Regions from separate parts of the Zea mays genome. Here region 1 is linked to region 2. A link is a contact called in public Hi-C data. All regions are on one chromosome and are shown on one strand. Each heading gives the region's core, a stretch centred on a gene start, on an enhancer-like site or on the middle of the called end of the contact. The rest is flanking DNA. Distances are from core to core; before and after follow the strand shown.

Evidence for each region. Hi-C and Micro-C count contacts between places; a contact is called where the count stands out from the background.
Region 1: a contact with region 2 is called in a Hi-C map of leaf, with 2.6 times the contacts expected there. The contact joins the enhancer-like site here to the promoter of LOC100384001 in region 2. A contact is called at or near these places in 6 of 25 Hi-C or Micro-C datasets (bundle sheath, ear, leaf and 1 more).

Annotation. Positions count from the first base shown.
Region 1 is chr3:131,693,089-131,699,843 of Zm-B73-REFERENCE-NAM-5.0, reverse strand. No RefSeq gene overlaps it. Among protein-coding and RNA genes, the nearest start is that of LOC109939313, 6.6 kb to the left of the region's middle. Within about 2 kb of position 4,178, at least 17 of the 20 cell types and tissues checked have an H3K27ac peak or open chromatin away from gene starts, as enhancers often do. A contact at or near this core is called in bundle sheath, ear, leaf and 1 more, where this site is marked.
Region 2 is chr3:131,558,657-131,565,869 of Zm-B73-REFERENCE-NAM-5.0, reverse strand. LOC100384001 reads left to right here and starts at 1,535. Exons shown (of 10, transcript NM_001321714.1): 1 at 1,535-2,106; 2 at 2,239-2,281; 3 at 2,359-2,445; 4 at 2,555-2,620; 5 at 2,727-2,798; 6 at 2,917-2,988; 7 at 3,099-3,170; 8 at 3,315-3,425; 9 at 3,561-3,635; 10 at 3,748-4,780. The coding sequence starts at 1,805. The coding sequence ends at 4,449.

The DNA.
Region 1 (6,755 bases), core at 2,929-5,428, 130 kb before region 2:
TACTGGATATTTATATGTATTAAAATAATTATATAAATTTTATTCGAATTTTATATGTTGGATTTTTTTGTTCCATATACATATATAAATCTATTTAAAATATAACTAATATGTTTGAAGTTCTTTTATTTTAAATTTTATTATTATTTTTAGTTACTCGAGCAAACTCGGATAGAGAAAGTATCTAACTTGTAGACCTCAATGAGATATACGATTCTGTAGTTTATGGTTTTTAATTAAGATTATTTACGTTCAAAACTTCTATTTAAAATTCTCATAATTTGAGATCTAGATTTTTATTCGGACAATCTGGAAAGAAGAAATTACATCGATAAAGTTAATATCAACAGCTTTATAGTTTGCTACCATTTTGATTGAATTCATTTTAAGGTACTAGGATTCTGTTTGGAGTAATCTTAGGTCTAGTTTGACAACCCTATTTTTCAATAAATTTCTATTTTTCCAAGGGAAACTAGTTAATCTCTATTATATTAAAACATCAGTTTCAACGGTCGTCTCGCGTCATATTTTTTACGACTGCGTCATATTTTTACAAATAACCCCTCACATTTATATCAAATTCACCGCTGCACCCCTCTCAACTTCCACATCCTAAACCACACACCGCATATAGATAGCCAAACGGGCGGCCCGTCATGGGCCCGCTAGGGCCCGACGCTCGCGGGATAGCCAAACGGGTGGCCCGTCATGGGCCCGCTAGGGCCCGACGCTCGCGGCTCTGGCCTAGGCATGGCATGTCGGCCTGCTGACCGAGCCGGCCCGTTAGCCCATCGAACCATTTGGTTAAATCAGCGTAAAATGTTAAAAACCACACCTCCGCATATAGATAGCCAAACGGGTGGCCTGTCACGGGCCTGCTAGGGCCCGACGCTCGCGGCTCCGGCCTAGGCATGGCACACGGACCTGCTGACCGGGCCGGCCCGTTAGCCCGTCGGACCATTTGGTTAAATCAGCGTAAAATGTTAAAAAAGTAGTTCAAAAGGTGGGGTTTAAACCCACATGGAAGAAGGGCGAGAGACACTGGAAGCCGTCTATCCAATAGAACATCATGATCAGATGTTTTTAATATTAAATATAAATTGTACATATGTATATATAATTTTTGTAAAATAAAAAATATAATTGTGCCAAGCCGAGTCACACACTACAGGCCGAGACTACGGCCCAAGCACGACACGACACTCATACCGAGTTGGTCCAGGCACTATTAAATGGGTCGTGCCTCGGGCCGGCCCGCCATACACGATCCATTTGGCCATCTATACCTCCACACGATAATGATGGTCATCGCCTTAGTTGCCGCCACCTCGTTCGCCATCCTTCTTCTTTTCTCTCTCCCCTCATGCCTTCGCCTCCGCGCCAACCCATTCTCGGTAGAGGACGTGGGAGCAGGCGCCACCTTCCCGTATTCGTCCGACACCAACTTCGACACCGACCCGCACAATGGCTATTGCACGTCCACGAGGACGTTTCATAGCATGCACACACTATCGTTTTCGCCATCCTCGGATGTCCCATTCGTCTTCCTGGCCTTCGCCCTGTTCTTCCTCCCAATCTGTTGCCCCGCCCATGGTCACAGCCGCGAGCCGACCGATGCTCGTCGACATGGGTACGGGCGAGTCGGTCTTGCTCCTGGCCTTTCTTTGTGTGTGCCGCCGCGGAGGACACGGTGGAGCCTGCCACGTTTAGGTTATCTTGGCGATGAGGAGTCCAGGTCTGAGATATTGGACAACCAAGGCTCGTAACGAGGAAGCAGTCGACACATGTTACAGAGTTGGTGGTGGTGTTGTGTCGCTTCTGTGGGTCCAGTGCTGGAAAGGCACTCGCATTCCCTCGCCCTTCTCGGATTGACGCCCGGTGCGGGTGCCTCTAGGTTTGTAGCTGCTCTGGCTGGGCTTCTTTCTCCACTAGCGTGCTCTCTCCCTATATGTATCTAGCGGTATACTACCTATGTGCCTCTAGATGCCCAAGTCTTCATCGTGTCCTTCTCCGACAACGAACAGGTATGCTCGCAGCATCCCTTCCCTTGCTGCTCTATGAAACTTGGAAGTGGGGGAGGCGAGGGATGGGAGTCCCTGATTTGCTGCTTATGGTACCCGTTCGATGGCTCGACATTGCCTGTCTACATGGTCTTTCCCTTAGCACGTTGTCGACTCGGTATGCTTCTACCACTTCTATGTACCTGCCACTCATCCTTCTGTCATTGCAAAAATTATTGTGTTGTTCTCTGTTGTTTTGGGTGTTAGTTTTTGTTATGCTAAGGACTGAATATAATTTGGGTGTGTTAATACTTTATTTATTGTCTGTATGTGGTTTGTGTTCTTCTTATGATGGCTCATGGATCCTACAAAATATGTGTTAGGATTTGGAGATCCATACGGGCACTACCATAAGGTGCTCGTCCCTTGTGTTTTTGGCTCTTGCATGCATTAGGTCGTTTTTGAGACCACATTGGCGCAATGTACTCCATGATGTTTGAGGTTGCTGAATTGGATGGAGTAGTAATGATTTGTCACGCTAACAGTACAAGGAAAGGATATTCGTTGGTTTCAAACGTTAGTAATTGTTATGAAGTACCATAATTTGTATGGAGAGCATCCAATTTTTATTAATAACTGACTTTAGCAACCACTTCATATTTTGATCTATCTTTTTTATAAGTTTGAGTTCATATGACTTATTTTAGAAACTTGAGCTCACAAACTTCCTCTTATTTGGTCTTTGTATAGTGGAATTATATCATTCTGTAATCTATATTTGTTAAGTCAGTCGTTGTGAACTCTCTTCTAATCGCTCCCTTCATTGGTTGTGTTGTACCAAGACATATTGGATGGAGCAAACAACACAAGTTAGTCAAATCAAAAAAAATATTATGTGGAGTTCAGAGACAATCAATAAAAAATCTTGAGATCTTTTTTGGTGGATAGTTTACGTGGGTATTGTTGTGAGCCGTCGCAACGCACGGGCAACCGACTAGTTTTCTCTTAAAAAATGGGAATCACTCGAAAAAATGAAGTTGTCCAATTAGCTCTTATTCATTTTTTCCGTCGGTTGGAGAAATAACCCAAATCAAAGTTATAGATATCAACGAGATAGATTATATTCTTAGAAACAATTTGGAGTCGATGTTTTATTTTAGATAATTTTATTCTTCTACAAAAAATTCCAATAATATGTAGATAAATATTTTAATACGTATAAATATATACATATATCAATAAGTTAATATAAACATATTAAAAAAATAAAGTACTTGATTAATTCGTTTTATAGTCCCCTCAGTTTTAGTCGTTCTTCGACACTTTAGCTATCAAAACCGTTTAATTTTAATCCTTGCGATGGTTTTGAGTGGTTTTTGGATGGCTCTTGCGCAGAAAATAAACGGGTTTATTGTTCAAAATTGAAATTAGACAAAGACAAGAGTTGATGGTCAAAAAACTAGATATAATAATGACATTTCTTTTTAATTTAGGTAGAGACAAACACTTACATTAACGTGTCTTTTACATGTGTTGGCAAGAAATTTATACTCTCTCTATTTTTTTATTTATCATATTTTAATTTAAAAATTAACTAACGGACGATAAATATTTTCAAGAATGGAGGGACATATGATCCAATCGCAGTCCGTCTTTTTCTCCCAGGTCCTAAATAAATCACAGACCCACACCATAACCAAGTATTCTCCTTCTCCTCCCTCTCTGTCTCTCCTGTCAACCAGCTTTCTACGGAAATTCCATAGCCGCCTCAAGCGTCCGAGTCATCCATGGAAAATTGCTTCGCCACATGATCTTTTCCGTTTCCGAAAGCTCAATTATTCAGCCTGCAGTAGTTTCATGGATGTGAGCCACCGCTTCTCGTACCATCCATATCACACTTTTGAGTGCTCATGTGCTGGGCCGATCTCAGGCCTGTGTGATACGATTGTGTGTGTGGTATATATCCCATGTTCCCATGTATCAGGTATCTGGATTGGAAGCACATAAGACGGCAGATGATTGTTAGCTCTGATGATCAAGGACTCGCTGCAACATAAGCAGCGAAGAATAGCAGAGCTAGAGGACAGCAGGCAAGTTCAGGAGAAGGAGCACAGCACAACGCAGCGCATATTTGGGCCAGAATGGGCTGTGTAATGCCTTGCTGGGCCGGCCTGTAATATCACAGTTAAAGCATACATTGACCACAGCATACACATCGAACAAGAGAACACTGATCCAAAACCGTGTCTATCTGCTCCTAGTGCTTTTTCATCCCCTTCCCCACGACACCAGCGACATCCGATCGGTCCCCTACCCGACAGCGTCGCTAACACCATGGTGGTGTGGGAACTTGTCTTTGTCCCTCGCGCTGTCAGATATGTCGTGTGGCCTTTCATGGTTCAGATAGCTGCCACACCCACATAGCTAATAAGAAGAAATAAAGTGCAGTATAGTTGCCGACCAAAATAGATTTAGCCACTCGAGGAGTGATTCCCTCCATGGAGTTTAGTAGGATCTCTGATAGTCATGTCATCGTTTCATGTATCATTTAATTCATCTCCTACCAAAGAGCGGTGCTCCGCTCCTTAGAGGATGTGGCGAGGTCGACTTCAGCGAGCAATTAATTTGGTGTTGAATAATTAGACAAATTTCAGATTAAATTCCGAATATAAATCATGATCAAATCAGAATAACTGAAGTAAAAAGTTAAATCAGATAATGCGTACTGATCAGACATACTGGTGGACGGCGTGAGCTGGAATCAGCAGGGTCGACGACGTCGAAGCAGCGAAATCAGCAGGGTCGACGAGGTCAGAAGATCACGAGCAGTCGCGTGAGGACGCTTCCCAAAAACCTTATTTGCTCTCTCCCGGTGCAGGATCTAGAAGACGAAGGGTTCCGCAGACCTGCTCTCCTGATCACAGATGCACGTCTGCGGTCGAGATGGAGAGAACTGGAAGGCGGCTCAGCTATGAAGAGAGGCGAAAGCGAAACTGGGATGAATTGGATGCTGGCTGCCAGGCTCCTTTATAGGACCGAGTCCGCGACCAGATAGTTATCTTCGATCTTATCCGCCCGCGAAAATCTCGCGATCGGTTAGGATTCTAAACTTAACAGCCAAGTAACAAAAAATTCAAACGGCAAAAGGAAGCCGCGCCCCCGCAAGGCGAGGGGCCGGATTTTGGCGGACCATTCACGCGCATGTCGTGCACCCGCGCCCTTCGCCCCGGCGAGGCGAGGCGAGGCGAGCGCGCGCGCGTGTGGCTTTCCACACTCTCTCCTCTCATCCATGACTTGGTGAGTGAGTGTGGCTTCCATATTTAAGCTAGCTCTACTCCACTAGAACTAGCAATTTGGTGCTATTGGTTCCACCATTCCCTAGCCATACACTTATATGGGCTTTTGTGATTTTCCTGTGATTTATTTGAATTTCTCAATTTGGGCCTAGCCCATAAATCCTAACATTTGGGTGGCCATGTGAAATGTTAAAGAGTTCGTCGGCCTATGACTTGACCCAGTCGTAGTCCTTCTAGAGCTCCTGGTTGAGGTCCTCAAGCTATTGTGAACCAATTTTTCCTTTCGACCATTCGCTCCAAATGCCACTGATCCCGATAACGTCTTTCTTCGAGGTGGCCATATCGATGAAGAGTTGCCATAGTGTTCCATCAGACTTGCCAGAAATATGTTTGTCGTGGAAAACCGGCGGATGGCCATCTGGGCAGCCAACACATGCAGAGTTGGGAGATCTGTTGCTGCTACGATCAACAACAACAAGAATAACAACAAAGCCTTTTTGTCTCAAGCACGTTGGGGTAGGCTAGAGATGAAACCTCATATGAAAACCTCAGAGCTCAATCTCCAAAGAACAGAAAAGGGGAGACAAAGGCAAAGAAGAACCTAAAAACAACGAAACGGGGAAATACATAAAAAGAGATAAAACCCACAGGAACCATCAAGATCTAAAGGGGCACAAGAAAAGGTCAAACGATTAAGGAGGAAAAGCGAAACTACAAATCAGGGTTCTGGCACGTGAATTGCACACTTCCACCTCTTCCTATCCACGACGAGCTCTTTATCAATATTACACTCCTTCAGGTCCCTCTTCGCAGCCTCTGTCCACGTCAAGGTTGGTCGACCTCTACCTCTCTTCACATTCTCGGGACGCCTAATTATTCCGATATGCACTGGTACCTCTTCAGGTCTTCATTGGATATGTCCAAACCATCTCAAACGATGTTGCATAAGCTTCTCCTCAATTGGCGCCACTCCTACTCTCTCTCGTATATCATCATTCCGGACTCGATCTCTCCTTGTGTGGCCACATATCCAGCGCAACATACGCATCTATGCCACACTTAGTTGTTGGACATGTCGTCTTTTAGTGGCCAACATTTTGCTCCATACAACATAGCCGGTCGGATTGCTGTCCTGTAGAATTTGCCTTTTAGTTTGTGTGGCACCCGGGGGTTGCATAAGACACCCGCAGCTTGCCGCCACTTCAACCATCCAGCTTTAATTCTATGACTGACATCCTCATCGATGTCTCCCTCCTTCTGAAGCATTGATCCTAAGTAACGAAAAGTGTCTTTCTTGGGTACCACTTGCCTATCAAGACTAACATCGCCATCCTCATACCCCATGGCACTGAAATGACACTTCATATACTCTGTTTTAGACCTACTAAGCCTTAAACCTTTTGCTTCCAGCGTCTGCTTCCACAATTCCAACTTTTGTGAAACACCACTCCTACTCTCC
Region 2 (7,213 bases), core at 286-2,785:
AGAGTTTGAGGAAGTTTTGAAATGTGTGTACGAACTCTCTGCTGACATAATCAAAGTAAAAGATCTAGAGTACAGGTTAGTGCATCCTAGATTGCAGCAAACACATTTCTCACCACACTTTGATAACTGTATTAGAGCAATATATGAGACACATATACCTATTAAAGTTCCAGCAGCAAATGTTCTCTAATATGTGGGTCGTCATGGTTACTCAAGTCAGAATATGTGGCAATATGTGACTTTGATATAAGATTTACATTTGTGGTTGTGGGATGGACATGAGGGTATTCGGTGATGCTTTAGACAAATATGGTGACAAGTTTCCTCATCCACCGAAAGGTAAATTCATATGACAAGTGTTTATTCTTAAAATATCACTATATGGTTCGTATGTGCTCATTGCATATTAATATGCTGCAGGTAAGTTTGATGTTGTTGACTCAGGGTACCCCAACCACGAAGGATACTTTGCACCATATAAGGGGGCGAAGTATCAATGCTCAAGATCGAGAGGCAAGAAGAACTACTCAACTACCATCATTAATCACTTCTCAATGTTATTGAAAGGTCTTTTGGAGTTTAGAAGATGAAATGGTGGATTTTGTTAGGCATACCAAGTTATTCGTTAGAAAAGCAAAGTAATATCATCCTAGCTTACATGGCCCTTCATACTTTTATAGAGATAGTGCAATGAGTGATGGGGACTTTATGATAAGTGTGATGAAGATGAGAGCTACATGCCGGTGACATGAATGTTCATATTGGAAATGACGGTGACATGAATATCTTCTGCGATTTCATATGTATTGCTTTGATGGCCGAAGGAGAGTAGAATGAGTGACTTGATAAATTAGAATTTATTTTGAATTTGCATGAACTATGATTCGCACTTAGAATTTATATTAACATTTGAAATAAAAGAATTCAAAAATGGATTAATGAGATGTCCACAATTGGCGACAAGTCAAGGGAAATGGTGGGAACCATGTCAAAAACTTTTTAAATAGAGGAGGTGTAGGATGGTCATTGTCTTAAAAAGTTAGAAACTAGCCTCCATCCAGTTAGAAACCAATTTTTGGAAACCAAATCTAAAAACTGGGACCTAATATGCTAGTTAAAAAGTAGTTTTTATGAACGACAACTCAAAAAAGTTTTGGCTACAAAAGTTAAATCATGCTAAATAGGATCGAGGTGTTGTCTCTATGTTGCTATCAGGATTTTCATTTTGGCATTTTGGAAGGGTCTCATGATGCGTCGTACATCTCCGTATCACGTGTCACGACGCAGACGGCACAGTCTTGTCTTCACCTCTCCTTTATGCCGGCGGTCAGAAACACGTGTGCCAGCTCGTGACCCTCTGAGAGGTTTTCCTCGAAAGTTTGATTAAAAAAAACACAGCTTTGATCACAATTTATGTCCACAAAACTACGGATAACAAAAACTTTACCGCGGTCCATGGAGCAATTAAGAGCACACGCAGGCAGGTTAGCCTTGATTTCGGCAGTCCAACGACACTTTCCCTCCCTCCCAGTTCGTTGAGGATCCGAGAGTTCTGGGTCCGAGCGGCTGACTCTGCGAGCTGCGATGCATCGACGAGTGGCCATGCGACCCGACCGGCCCTTCTCCCACCCACGCACCCTAAAACCTGGACACCTCCTCCTCTCTCTCCTCTAGAACGCGCGCAAGAACACACGTAGGAGAAACTGGACCGGCGCGCACCAACCCCGAACCACATAACTAGGACGAGGCGAAGGATTGTCATCCAAGCCGCGTGATCTTTAATTCGCCGCCGCACGCCCTTGTCATGGAAGGTGGCGGCTGGGCTGTCGGAGGCCACGCACTTGGCGCCGCCCAAGAACCGCGGGGGCAGCAGCAGCATCGGGAGGAGGAGAAGGCAGCCGGAGCTGCCGCCGAGAGGAAGGGCGCTGGCGCCGGCGGCGGCGGCGGCATGAAGTTCCGCGTGCGCGCGCGGGCGCCGCACGGTGTCGGGGCGCTGCTGCTCATCGGCGGAGCGGCCGTCGTCGGGGCCGCCGTCCTCGCGTGGCGCCGCTCACGCCACGGCAACAAGGGTGGCTCCGTGGACCAGCCTGATCGCCGGCTGCCAGCGTACATCTCGCATCTGTTCAGAGCCGCTTTGAAATTCGTTAACTTTTATAAGAATGAATATAAGATGGGCTGTATTGTTTCCTGGGCGTTGGAGCTGAAAAGAACGGCTTGTTTGGGGTCAATTCTTTGCAGGAAAGTAGAGGGTTTGGATGGCGGAATTGTCGAGGATGGGAAGGTGAGGAGTCATCTGTCGCATTCATTGATGGAAAGTGAATCTTTTTACATGCAAAAAAAATTGGTTCGAATTTGTAGGTTCAGGGTGGCTCATTGGTGCAGAAGCTTAGTCAGTCTAATGAGATCTTGAGCGTGGGCAACACAGATATTGGATCCGGTAGATTGGTTAGTATGCATAATTGTTGATAACTTTGTTTATTGGGGTATTGTCATATACTACATGTTTTGTCATTGTAGTGACCTCTCTTTAAAATCTTCTGAATAATGGTGTCAGGATGGCAACGCGTCAGAGGAAAGCCATCAGATTCACAAGGATGGTGAAATCACTGCAGATCAATCGGTGTGTTTCTGTGTGCGAACGTTTCAATGAACTTCCCTCGAATCAATATTGTATTTTACATGCGCTGTGATTATTTAAATGGCTTCATTTGGGGGTATGGTTTCAGGAGAGCAAGCATGACGGGAAAATTGATGAGAATTCAGGTATCAATCCTGCCGAGGTCCAAATGCACGATCAGGTTAGTGTTTGTTTGCTATGCAACTTTGGGAAAACTGAAACATTTATGCTATTTTGCATGCACTGCGATTATTTAATGGCTTAATTGGGATTATTTAAGTGACTTAATTGGGTTTTAGGAGAGCAAGCATGAAGAGAAAAACGATGAGAATTCAGGCAGCAATCCTGTCGAGGTTCACAAACACGATCTGGTTAGCATTTGTTTGCTATGCAACATTGGGAAAACTGAAACGTCTTATGCTATTTATGCTGTGATTGTCATAGCCTTCTGTTCATTATTTCTTCTGAATTTGAGTTTCAGGACAAAGAACATGTCGAAGAAGTTGACCAGAAGTCAAGCAGCAACCATGTTGAGATCAGTGCGCATGATATGGTTAGTTCTTGTTTGCAAAGCATAACTGTGAACGTTGAAACCCTATTGTCATAGCCTTCTTGTTTGCTAAGCATGCCGAGATCAGTGCGCAGTGGTTGTTGCAAGTGCCTTATATTAATTTATTTTCATTCTTTTGGGTTTTAGTGTGAGGACAATGAACATGTTGAGAAAATTGATCACGTTGAAAGAATCGATCAGAATTCGAGCAGGGACCCTGTCAAAGCCATCATGCAGGAAATGATCAAAGTTTGTTTGGTATGTAACACTCTGAAAGCTGAAACCTGTGTGCTGTAGTGCTTGCATAGTTGCATGGGCATTCTCTGGAAGTCTGGAGCCTCACTGCTGCATTCTTATCTTTGCATGTCCTTGTAATTTTTTTTGCTACAACAGGTCAGTGGAAGCGTGGAGAAGGTGGAGGAAGAGGACTCAAGCAAGAAGGACTTGGAGAAAGAGATAGCCCCAAAAGTATTTGTTTCTCGGTCAAAATTTTGGAACCTGCTGCAATGCCTGGTCAAAATTTTGGTCATCAATGCCATGTCATGCATCCTTATTTTTTGTGCTTGTGTGGTTTTTTTAGGATAATAAAGATATGGAGGCCTCTGATGGAAGCAAGCTCGGCGTCAACGGTCCAGGTATCATCCTCAGCAAGCATAATGATGAGTGTGGTGGTGGTGCCCAAGAGGCTGAATCGATGGAGAACACGCCGACGGCACAGCTGATGATGCATCAAGACCAACTCTTAGATGACATGGTTACTGATACTGTTACAGAAACTGGAGGTGCTGTTGCAGACACTGAAGAAGATGATACTGTTGCAGAGACAGAAGATGTTGTTACAGACACTGAAGATACTGTTACAGACACCGAAGATGCTCTTGCAGAAACAGAAGCAGAGAAAGGTGAAAGAGCAATCGCGGACAAGGGTGAGCTCGAGCAGGACGAAAAGAAAGATCTGGTAGCACTCCCTGAACTTGCCAGCTCACCAGCACTGTCATCGTTGGTTAAGCCAACAGTAGTGAAGAAAGAGCTGGACTTTCCGAGACCCAACGAAACGGGGATGAAGACAGAGCAAGATTACACTAACGGTGAGCTGAGGGAGCACAATGACCTGGTCAGCAAAGTGCAGGGAGAAGGTGGCGTCGCGACGACCATGGAGTCCAGGAGCTCTGCTCTGATGATCATTCTCGCTCTGATATTCGCGCTGGCCACGGGAATAACGATCGTCGTGCGCCTCTACTCCCCTTCCCGAGCAACGAAACTCCAGATGGATCTGCCATAAGCCTGCAATCGGTCATCAAGTACGATTTCTGAGGCTGCAAAGTTCCATTGGGATTTTTCGTGGCCTCGTACGCGCGCGCGCATGAACGGCGAAGTTAGGAGCTGCTGGAGTGTGTGCAAGTACAAGATAGGAAGAGAAGTCTACCATGGTCATGAACGAATTCATATGGCCATTGTGCAGCACGATCTGTCTGTGCTGGAGAAGTTACACGTGTGGTGCCAGCTACCAAAAGAAAGAACCGAGGTCCGAGAGCAGTAGAGTAGGTTTCTTCCGGCTGAGGAGCGCTTGTTTTTCTTTTTTCTTCTTTTAAAAGAAATATATATTATTTTGCAAGCCATGTTAGTGCTGATAGTCTATGGAAATGCCTAAACCATGTTGAAGTTCGTGCTTGGTTTTGTTTGATTTGATCGCCTGTCTCGTCAACCTTTTAATTTATTTACCCTCTCGTCAACCATGCACGTCTTGCTGCCCATCTATGATAGAACGACCCTTGCTTGTGTAAACATGCGTAGTGCTACCATCGTGAGCACCAATTTTTTTCTTTTTAACATTTTTTCGACCAAAATATATATTTAAACCTATTTCAGGATTTATACCCTTAGCTCGCCGTCATAGACGATGACGCCGAGCTAACACAACTCAGCGTCATAGGCTATGGGCTATGGCGCCGAGCTCTGACGTGGCGTTGGCGGCCAGCGCCGGTTAGGGCTGGCGTGGCGCCGACGTGGTCTCCTAGCTCGACGTCATATATCTTGGCGCTGAGCTAGAAAGTCCTATAAATCGGCCGTTCCGCTGGCCGAGAGCTGCGCCCTCCTCATTTCTCAACTTTATCTCCATTCAAATCCTCTTCAAAAACGACCAGATTAGAGTTGGAATACTTTGTATACTAAGGTACGATGTCTTGCCTATTCGTTTTGTATATTAGGTTGTAATTTTTCGATTATTAGTTTTGATTGTTGCTCCTAGGATATATAGTTCATATGATGACTACAATTTATTAGATAGTTTTTGAAATACGATTATACAGTTTATGAGATACTTGTGTTAAAGACACTTACTAGGATTATCCTGGGTTAGATCCTGGGTCAATGGGATCTCCTGGGGGTGTACCACCGGATTCGATGCCCCACAAACGCCACGAACAGGACGAGAAATCTCAACCTCGTTCGTGGTCGATTGAGCATCCGGCACAACAACCACTTCTTCCAGAAGCTCGGACAAAGGTGCTTCACAAGGAGAAGCATTTGGTATTTGTGGAGATAACCCGACTCGCGCATCGCAATGATCAAATGATAACTTTCGAACAACCACATCCAAACATGGAGGAACAATCGTCTTCACAATTTTGACATATTTGACCCAGTCATCTTCAGAGCCAATGGAGGATCAACCGTCGGACAACTGTCCCAGATGCAACATGGGACAACAAACCCTCAAGCGATATACCAGGGTCATTTAAATTGTAACTAATCTCCTTACAAGCCCTAGCGAAAATCTGGGCAAAAGAGGGCCTTTCATCAAACAAATTGTCACCTTCATTCTATCAAAACTAACATTCGTATAAACATCTTCCTCCACGCTTCCTCCATGGTATAGTGTCACTAGGGTGTCCATCTATTACAAACACGGATTCATAACTGAATAACCATTAAAGATGGTATTTGACTAACACTATCAACTAATGCCTAACTTATTACTATACCCATCTACTAATACCTAAATATTACTAAGTAATAAATAAGAAATTCGACATCACTTCCCCTATACGGTGAGGTTTCTGAAACATGCAGAGAATCGAACAACACGATGGCTGACATGCACACTCAACAACTGAGATAACAACGCGATGGCTGACATATACAAGGACTAAATATACTCACATATAAATACCTAGCTAATTATATACTAACAAGTAAATAGCTAACTAACTATGCATTAACCAAAGAGAACATGTGCTAACTAAATATTGAAATACTAAACACTAAATAGTTAACAAAGTAAATACTAACTAAATACTAAACACTACTTAACCACTAAATAATTACTACAGAAATACTAATTCATTACCTTGTAGTGGCGGCGTGTAGGACGGACGGGCAATGAAGTGGTTGGGGCGGAGCGATCGGGGCCGGCGGAGGTCGGGCCGACGCGGGGGTGGGGGCGTCGGCGGTCGGGCTGGGTGCACGGCGCTTGGCTCGGCGTCGGCGTTCGCTGGGCTCGGCGTCGGCGTCCGGGTCGGTGGCGCTGGGCGGTCGCGCTAGAGGTGGGCGTGGGCGGCGGCGCGAAGAAGAAGATGACGCGGGCGTGAGAGAAATGAGAGGAAGGTGACGACCAAGCGCTTAAGTCCTAGCTCGGCGCCAAGATCTGCGGCGCCGAGCTAGGCGCCACGTCAGCTGCCGTGTCATCCTACCTCGGCGCCAAGACCTGTGGTGCCGAGCATTGGGTCCAAAAGTCAAAATAAGTCATCCAGAGGTCTAGATGTTATTTTTTGTTGAAAAAAAGATTAAAAACAAAAAATTCAGTCGTGAGCATGCATATAATTTACCGTTAGAACTATATAAGATTGTATTTGATGGATAGTAGTATAATATAGGGGACATGGAATTGTATATGATATTGTTTACATAGTGATGTTTCAAATAGGGATAAGATAGGGAAGATAGGGGATAGGATAGAGAATCGGCTGGAGTTGGCCTAAGGGTCTATTTAGACCCTCCTTGGTAGGGTACCAAACGAGAGGCTCTTTGATGGGCTTTTACTAGAA